Regions from separate parts of the Mus musculus genome. Here region 2 is linked to region 1. A link is a contact called in public Hi-C data. All regions are on one chromosome and are shown on one strand. The core of a region is the stretch at or near the end of the contact, and the rest is flanking DNA. Distances in the headings are between cores, read along the strand shown. Region 1 holds the start of 1700008K24Rik (RIKEN cDNA 1700008K24 gene). Region 2 has its middle 11 kb from the start of Gm30475.

Evidence for each region. Hi-C and Micro-C count contacts between places; a contact is called where the count stands out from the background.
Region 2: a Hi-C map of cerebral cortex shows a contact between it and region 1, with 2.5 times the contacts expected there. The contact joins the enhancer-like site here to the promoter of 1700008K24Rik in region 1. A contact is called at or near these places in 3 of 39 promoter capture datasets (liver and stem cell-derived epiblast-like cells), 1 of 15 datasets of contacts at CTCF or cohesin (large pre-B cells), 15 of 484 Hi-C or Micro-C datasets (8-cell embryo, cerebral cortex, cortical neurons and 5 more) and 1 of 115 datasets of contacts at active chromatin or transcription factors (large pre-B cells).

Annotation. Positions count from the first base shown.
Region 1 is chr17:49,111,114-49,115,228 of GRCm38.p6, forward strand. 1700008K24Rik (RIKEN cDNA 1700008K24 gene) reads right to left here and starts at 2,420. Exons shown (of 2, transcript NR_038145.1): 1 at 2,321-2,420; 2 at 1,151-1,736.
Region 2 is chr17:49,181,914-49,186,028 of GRCm38.p6, forward strand. No RefSeq gene overlaps it. Among named protein-coding and RNA genes, the nearest start is that of Gm30475, 11 kb to the left of the region's middle. Within about 2 kb of position 2,303, at least 4 of the 459 cell types and tissues checked have an H3K27ac peak or open chromatin away from gene starts, as enhancers often do. A contact at or near this core is called in cerebral cortex and cortical neurons, where this site is marked.

The DNA.
Region 1 (4,115 bases), core at 1,170-3,669:
AGGGAAAGCCACTGGGCAGCTCAGAGGCTCTGGAAGTGGATGTGTGATGTTGTGTTTTAACATTTGCATACCCGGGTGTTCTTGTGTTACGTAGATGAAAATTTTAACATGTTTGTATACACATGTGTAGAGTTTTCAGTCAACAGTAGGTACCTTACATTCCTATATTGAAAAATGAAAAAAAAAATTGTCCCACCTAATTGAACCTACAGCTCACCACTTCTGCAAGGCTGGCTGGCTACTGAGTACCACCAGGAAGATCCATCTCTTCAATGCTTGGGGTATAGATGCATGCCATCAAGCCCATCTTTTAAAGTTGTCTGATGACATGTGCATAGTGTGTGAGCTTTGTGTGCCTTTGCGCACATGTGGAAGTCAAAGGACAACCTCCCTTAGTGATCCCTACCTTCCCCATTGAGACAGGGTCTCACTGCTGCTACATACCCTTAGCCTGCCTGACCCATGAACTTCTGGGGATTCCTGTCCCCACGCACCCTGCTCCACACACATCTAGGGGTGTGAACTCTGGTCTTCAGTGCATTACACACTGAGCCATCCATCTCCTTAGACCCCCAGGCTCAGCTTTTTACATGAATCCTGGGGATATGAACTCAAGTTTTCGGGTTTCTATGTTGGGGCTGAGCCATCTCTCCACCCAATAGGAGTAATACTCTCTATCAAGTAAAGATTCAGAGGACTTGCTTGACTCTAGTCTGTCTTCACAGCATCCTTAATAGGGCCACCACCACCTTCCTACTAGGAGTCTCTTCCCTAGTACATCTCCCTCTCAATGACTAGAAGAATAAAGTTATACACACACATATATATATATATATATATATAACTTGTGAAATTACAGAACTTCCACATGAATCACTGCTTCTTCCCTCCTACACTGTTCAACCATCTGACTATTCTGGTGAAAAAAAAAAACAAAAACCTTTCCTTGGGTCTTCCCCCACCACAAATTAAATGTGCAGAGAAAACCAGGCCAGATGTCCAGTATGCCAGCCAGGCTCACATCTCTACCGAACACAAGTCTCATTCAAAGGGACTTGGAAGGGCCAAGGACATCCTCTCGGCCCAGTTTGTGTAGGAATAGAAATAAAATCCTTCTCAGTAGATACCCTAAGCAGCTCAAAGCAGTAAAGCATTTTGCAAAAGTCTTTATTGGGTCTCCCATACATCCTGTGGTACGAGGACCTTTATAAAGGCCTGGGTGGCTGGCCAGGCTCCCTGAATTCCATCGGCTTTCTTCACAGGGAGAGCAGTTTGGAGGAATCAAACTGTACACAAAAGAGGGAGAATACACCCAGGGGAAGAGGCAAGTTTCGATGTTGATGGTAAGCAGGTAACCTCCGTGGTAAAGCTGAGGTCTGGACAAGGAGCCAAAGGCACTCAGGCTCCCAGCAGCAGGAGAGCTAGCCCACTGTCAGTCCTTCCGAAGGACCCCACCTCTGAGGCTAAGTTTCCTTTTCTCCTGCTGTCTAAGGCAGATGGCTGGAGAGAAAAAAGAGTGAATCGGAAAAACCAAAATTCCAATCATCTTAACAGCTCTTCCTTTGGATAGCTGAGGCTCCACCAGGCTAGAAACACATCAGATCAGAACAAAGTCTTCTTGGGGCGAGTGATTCCTTGAGGTTGGCTTCTTAGTTCCTACAAAATGGCGCTGTGGTTTCAGGGACTGCCTCAACACTCCGTTATAGCTTGACAGCTGATCATGAGTGCTGAGTTATCTGTGAGAACAGAAACAAAGCAAAACAAAACAACCCCATGAGATGACCCATGGGAAAGCAACAAGGGAATACCGAGTGACTGGAAGTCACCACAAACACACCACAACTTTTGCCCTCACACTCCTCAGGCAGATGGCGAGGCTTTCCTGACCTTAAGCTTCCAGGGAAGCCCTTGGCTGACTCAACAGCTCTTCTGATGGCCTCATCTACCCACCATCCCGGGAGAAAGAGACCAGAGTCAAGGGAGCTGAGTGGGAAGAGGGACGGCCACTGGCCCACATTGGAGAGGTTGCAGGTTTGGAGAGGGTAGCTTTGCCACGCACCTGCTGGTCCAGGCCGATAGGCAATAGCTCTCCGCAAATAGAAGGGTAACTTTCTGGTTAGGACAGAAGAAACACTAAGGAAAAGCATAGTGGAGATCATATGCTTGGCAGCTGCCCCACCGTGTAGGGTAAGACCCCACTGACCCTGGGCCTGCGATACTTCTTGGTTACCAGCACTGCTGAGCCAGCAGGACCCTCAGAGCCAGCAGGTTTCAAGCTGGATTTTGTGGGCATTCTTCCATCTTCACAATGGTCCCTTACTTCGTGAAGAGTCCTCACCAACCAGCTGATCAGCTAGGGGCCAGCTTGCCTTCATCCCTGAGAAGCCTCCTGCAAAATAACTGCCAACTGCTCTCATCTGGCCGTTAGCCAATCACTGGCCACGCCCATCAAAGCAGCTCCTCCAATCAGAGACCTGTTAGACCCTGTCCACTCTAGACTAAGGGCATGTCCCAGGGACTTGGAGTTATCCCTTTCTGTGCCCACAAGAAAGCTGGTATGTGGGACCAGAAGAAGCAGAGATGCCTTCTGAAACTCAGGGCTGTTTCTGGCTTGGCCTCAGAAGGCACAGACTACTTGAAGGCCACTCAATCGTGGACACTCGTGATCCCAGGGGCCCCATGTCTATTCTACTGGAGAGGAAAAATGCACTGATGAAGGCGCTTTCCCTGAGGTTACTCTGAAGTAGGGGACGCTGCTATAAAACAGGCCCTCCTTTTCTGGCACTAACCTAAGCCAATCATAGGCTTTTTACTAGACAGATGTGCCTCAGAAAACTCTGCCATCTCCTGTGCACCAGGCCCTCTAATTTGAGGCATGGCCTGCCTCCACTTCCCCCTGTCCTACTGTAGTGCCTGGAAGCCCCCTTTCCCAGAGGCTTAGCACTAAGTATCCAGCCAGTGGGAGATGGCTGCAGAGTAGAGGTGTGTGTCTTTGACCATTGAGATGTGTGTGAAAGGGTAGTTGGAGGGCGCTCATAAGTTAATGTTAGCTGTGCTGCTTTCTGGTTTATGAAAGATTGTATCAACAAATAATGTTCACCACTTTCTAATATGTCACTTTATATTTTTTAAACAATAACTGACATAAAATGCAGATAGTATAATATATATTTATATATAATAGATAAATATATATTATATATATATGAGGATTTTTCAATATGCACAGGTTGTTCTATCCTCAGCTCTGATTCCAGAATTTTCTATTATCCTCAAATGAAAACCTATTCACATCAAGCACCCAGTCTCCTTTGCGCTCAGCATCTAGCAACTTCTAAGTGACTTCCTGTTTGAATGGCTTTGCTTTTTGTGGACATTTCCAGGTAACCTTTTGCACTGGTTTCTTCCCTCAGCACGTGTCCTAAGACTCTACCCTGTAACACATGTCAGTATTTATCCCAAGAGTAAAGAATATATATTTATCTGTGTATCATTTCATGAGCTCTTAAATTTTCCATTTTTTTTGACATGTTCAAATAACTCTGCTATGGGCTTATGTAGAGGTATTTTTGTTTGGATACATTTTCAGTTATTTGGAACACACTGTGTTAATTAGTTTTCTGTTGCAGTGATAAACCACCATGACCAAGGCAACTTAGAGAGGAAAGGATTTATTTGGGCTTACTGTTCCAGAGAGATAAAGTCTGTCATGGTGGGGAGAGCATGGTAGCAGGCAGCAGGTGGCAGGTGGCGGCAGTAGGTAGCAAGCAAGGAATCAAGGGGGCTCACGGCTTCAAACCACAAGCGTGAAGCAGAGAGAGAAAACTGAAATTGCTAGAGGTTATAACTCTTGAAGGCTAACCCCAGCAAGCTTCCTCCACCAACGTCACATAAACACCCCAGACCTCCACGAACAGTACCAAATATTCAAATGCCTGAACTTATGTGAGCTGATCTCATTCACACCATTACAGACACAGACCTAGGTAATCCCAGCTGCAACTGGAGAGCTGTCTAAATGCTGTCCATACTGGCTATCCCATTTTTCATTCCTTCCAGCACCACCTAAAATTCCTGACCTTCCCAAATCCATGTAGATCCTTCTTTCTTTTCTT
Region 2 (4,115 bases), core at 1,053-3,552, 71 kb after region 1:
GGAGGTAGAAAGGATGGTACACAGGGCCCCACACCCTTCTCAATCCGTCAGCACCTGGCACATGTTCTTTGTAGAAGTTAGGTCTGATTCTTCCTCCAGTCCCATGCTCCCCAAAATAAGACTCGGACTCAAAATACATTTGCAAATATGTTGGCCATATAGCTAGGCTCTTCTCTTATCAGATCATTACTTAAAATAACCCAATTATGTTAACCTACATTCTGCCATGTGGCTGGTTACCTATGCTCAGGTACCATGTGTCCGTCTCAGCACATCTTTCTGGGGTCATCTTCAGCACCTGGCTCTATCCCAGAATTCTTTCTGCCCCCTGAATGTCCCACCCTCTACTCTATCCTGTCCTATAAGCCATAGGTTTTTAATTGAAAGTTCTATGACAGTTTATAGTTCTGTGTTTGTTTGAGACAGGGGCATGTGTAACTCAGGATGATTTCCAAATTTCTCATGTCGCTGAAAATGACTTTGAACTTCTAAGCTTCCTACATCTTCCTCTGGAGTGCTGGGATTGCAGCTGTGGTCTGCCCCTTCAGGCTTAGGCAGTGCAGGGACAGGACTCAGGCCCTGTGCATGCTAGGCAAGTAGTTTGCCAATGTAGTGACAAGCACAGCCTCCTGGGCATATATTCTCATCTACCTTTTGGCTAGTCACCCCGTGAACCCTGCAGGGATTTCCCCACTTGGAGTCTGTCCACCTATATTAAAGAAGGGTGGCAGTGAGGTCTTAGCGCCCTCTAGTGACCAGGTGCAGGGTGACATCAGCAGGGAAGTCCAGGGGCATCCCAGGAACAAACCTTCCAGTGTCTGGGTTGGGGGAAGGGGAAGAGGAAGGGAAATGGGACAACATATCAGCTGTAAACGAGCTTCTCTGTGGATGCAAGGGAGCTGAAGCCATGTCCTCCGAGGGTAGGCCCAGCTCCTTGGGCTGTGCCCTGTAGTGGGAGCCTTCTTGGGCTGGAGGAGGGAGGCAGAATTCCCAGAACGCAGGGTTATTAGTGGAGTCCTACAGAGGAGTCTGATTGTTTACACTGTGTAAGAGGCAAAGATCCAGAGATTGACGTTCAGTCCAGGCAGGTGCATGAGGACCTGAAACTCAGAAAGCGTTCCCACAAAACCTCACTTTAACATCCCTGTACCTCGATGCTGCCTCCTCACGTCTCTCTCCTCAGAATGGCAGGAAGTCCCCGTGTGCCTCCATTTCCCTCCCAACTCAGTAGACAGGAAGCATGTGTCTCTCATTTTTCCTTGCACCTATTGGCCAAGACCCCACCATGGCATTGGCCCCTGAACTCTAGACTTTCCCTTTCCCTCTGGTGGTCAGGTATGGGGAATGAGCCATGGAACTCTCGAGAAGGCTGGCATTGGATGGGTTAGCTCCCTAACCCTCCATGACATTTCCAGTCCTTCCTCTGTGCTAGAACTTTCTCTCACATGAGATGCTTCCTGGGGGACCAAGACATAGACACCGGATTCTAAAGCCTGGCTCTTTGCACGTGAGTGTTTGATTAGCCCTCAGACCACAAACGTCATCCAGTCTTACCTTTATTTAAAATCCTGTGGAGGGGCTGGAGAGGTCAGAGCATGTACTGTTATGTAAAAAAAACTAAGTTCAGTTCCCAGCACCCATATTGGGCAGCTCTTAGTGGATCCTGTATCCCTAACCCCCTCCTCTCATCTCTCTCTCTCTCTCTCTCTCTCTCTCTCTCTCTCTCTCTCTCTCTCTCTCTCACACACACACACACACACACACACACACACAGGCAGACTGTGGGGCATTGGGCTATACAATGCCCCACAGCAGATCTGGCAACTCTCTCCTGCCTCCTCTGGCCCATGATGCTGTTCGACTCCCCTTTGCACCACTTCCACGACTACACGTTCTTTAGTTGTCTAGAGCCTGGTCCTTGATGAGACTACAGAAGGTCCAGACCTCCAGGGAAGCCTTGTTCAACCACAGTTTACTCCCTACAGTATAACTTAATGTTTTCTTGCTGCAGTGCAAACCCATGTCCTCTGGCTCTATCTCTGTATCACACTAGAGAACTGTGAGTATCCTCTTGTCTCCTTCCACCCACTCAACTCCCACATCCCTTGGGCTTTTCCTATACCTTCTAAATTTTTTTTTTTCAAAAAACCTTTCATCATTTTTCTTATTGGCTCTGGCTCCCCTCCAGAACCTCCAAATCCTTCTTAAATGTGACAGCTAAAATTAGCTTCCTGGAGAAGGCCAAGTGCTTGTGGGATGCTGGAACCCCGCCTTGCATGCCTGGTTTTTCTCCTTTCTGGGTCCCATCCCAGCATAGAACAGCCTGGTCCTTCTCTTATTATTCTGAGTACCCGTGGGTCTTCTCCTCTCCTCCTCCTGGATGTGAGAGGCCTGGGTTTAACGTCTAGAAGTTTTGCCTTATGTTCTGAACAAATGGTTTTTCCTTAGGATGCCCCGGGATAACTCAACTGAGATGCTCCGAACTGGTCTCATCCACTGGGACAACAGCTTCGTGCTTCCCTTTCTCCAGCCCCCCCCACCCCCGCCCCCGACCAGCTGGACTGCCACCATTAAGGCATCCCTGGGTGTCCATAAAGGTCACAGTCCCACGCCGAAAAGTGGACACCAGGTGAAGGCTGCCAAGGGACCTGTGGGAGAGCAAGGGTCTGATGGCTCCTGGGAGAAATATTTGTAGCCCATAGCAACTGTATGCGAGTGCTGCAGGTTGGCTGTGTTGTGCTTAAACAACATCTGGGGACGGGGTCAGTTAATAGTGTGTGTGTGCCTTGCATGCATGTTTCCATGATCTCTTCCATTCCCCGCTCTGCATAAACCAGATATGGTGGTGCATGCCTATAATCAATCCCAACACTCTGGAGGTAGAGACAGAGGGTCACAAGTTCAAGGTCAACTTCAGTCTCCTAGCCTAGGTAATTAATTTGCGGCCAGCTTGGGCTATACAGAGACCATCTTTTTTTTTTTTTAATAAAAAAAAAATACATGGTTTCATTTAGAACCAAGTAGAAATGACAGTTTCATCCCAGCTGTCCCTTGTGCCCTCCCCATGGCCCATCAGGATAAGCTTTCCCAGCTGTCCTCAGGTTTGTTCTGAGGCAGGTGACCAACAGATAGAGCTGAGACCTCAAAAGAGGGTCCATCGGAGCCTCCTACAGCCCGAGCCCTTGCACATCACCCACTCCCAGCCATAAGACAGGGAAACTCATGGGAGAGGCTTTGGTGCAGAGAGCCTCTGCAGTACTCCACAAATCACCCAAGAAGGAAACACTTCTCAGCTAGCGTGACAGGAGCCCTCTGCCATCCGTCCAAGCCAGGCTACTGGCTCCTGAGCCGGGTGCCCTCAGCCACATAAGCAGACAAGGCATTCTCTGTATGCAGAAGAAGAGCTCCAGTGAGGGAGAATAAATAAAGTCAGAAACCATAAATAAACCTGCTGGTCTCACACTGGGTGAACAAGCGGCCCCTGGGGAGCTGGGCTCTACTTCTAAGGAGGTGATTAAATTCCACACCAGCCACGTCCCCTGCAGAGGCAAGGCCCAGCCAGACACTGGGGCTTCAGGACTGAGTCTGCTTGCAGAGGAAGGATCACAAGTGTTGATCTGATCCTTAAAGCACCCATGGGCCAGGGCCCAACCCTGGCTGAACATGAGGACCATGTTCGGTGGTATTTTAAATAACAGACCAGCAAGCCAGCATACAGGACACTGACTTAGAAGGCTGGGCAAGATGCCCTTCCTGGAGTAGTCCAGAGCCCAGGTCTCAGTTTACTAGCTATGTGCTTAGCTGTTTAGGAGCAAAGGAAAGTGTGTGTGTGTGTCTTTGAATACTATCGTGAATATGTGGAGGTCAGGGGACAATTTGAAGGAGTCTGTTTTCTCCTTTCATCATGTAGGCCCCAGGTATTGAATTCAGGCTGCCTGCCTTGGCAGCATTAACCACTGAGCCACCTTACTGATCCAAACTTGGGAGTTCTGACAGTGGGAATGAGATTGTTGCTTTCTGGATTCAAATAGAATGGTACCACTCCTGCCAAAGTACCAAAGAAATCAATAATTAATACAATGTTCTGCTTTTGAAGTCTGCCCCAAAGAGAACTT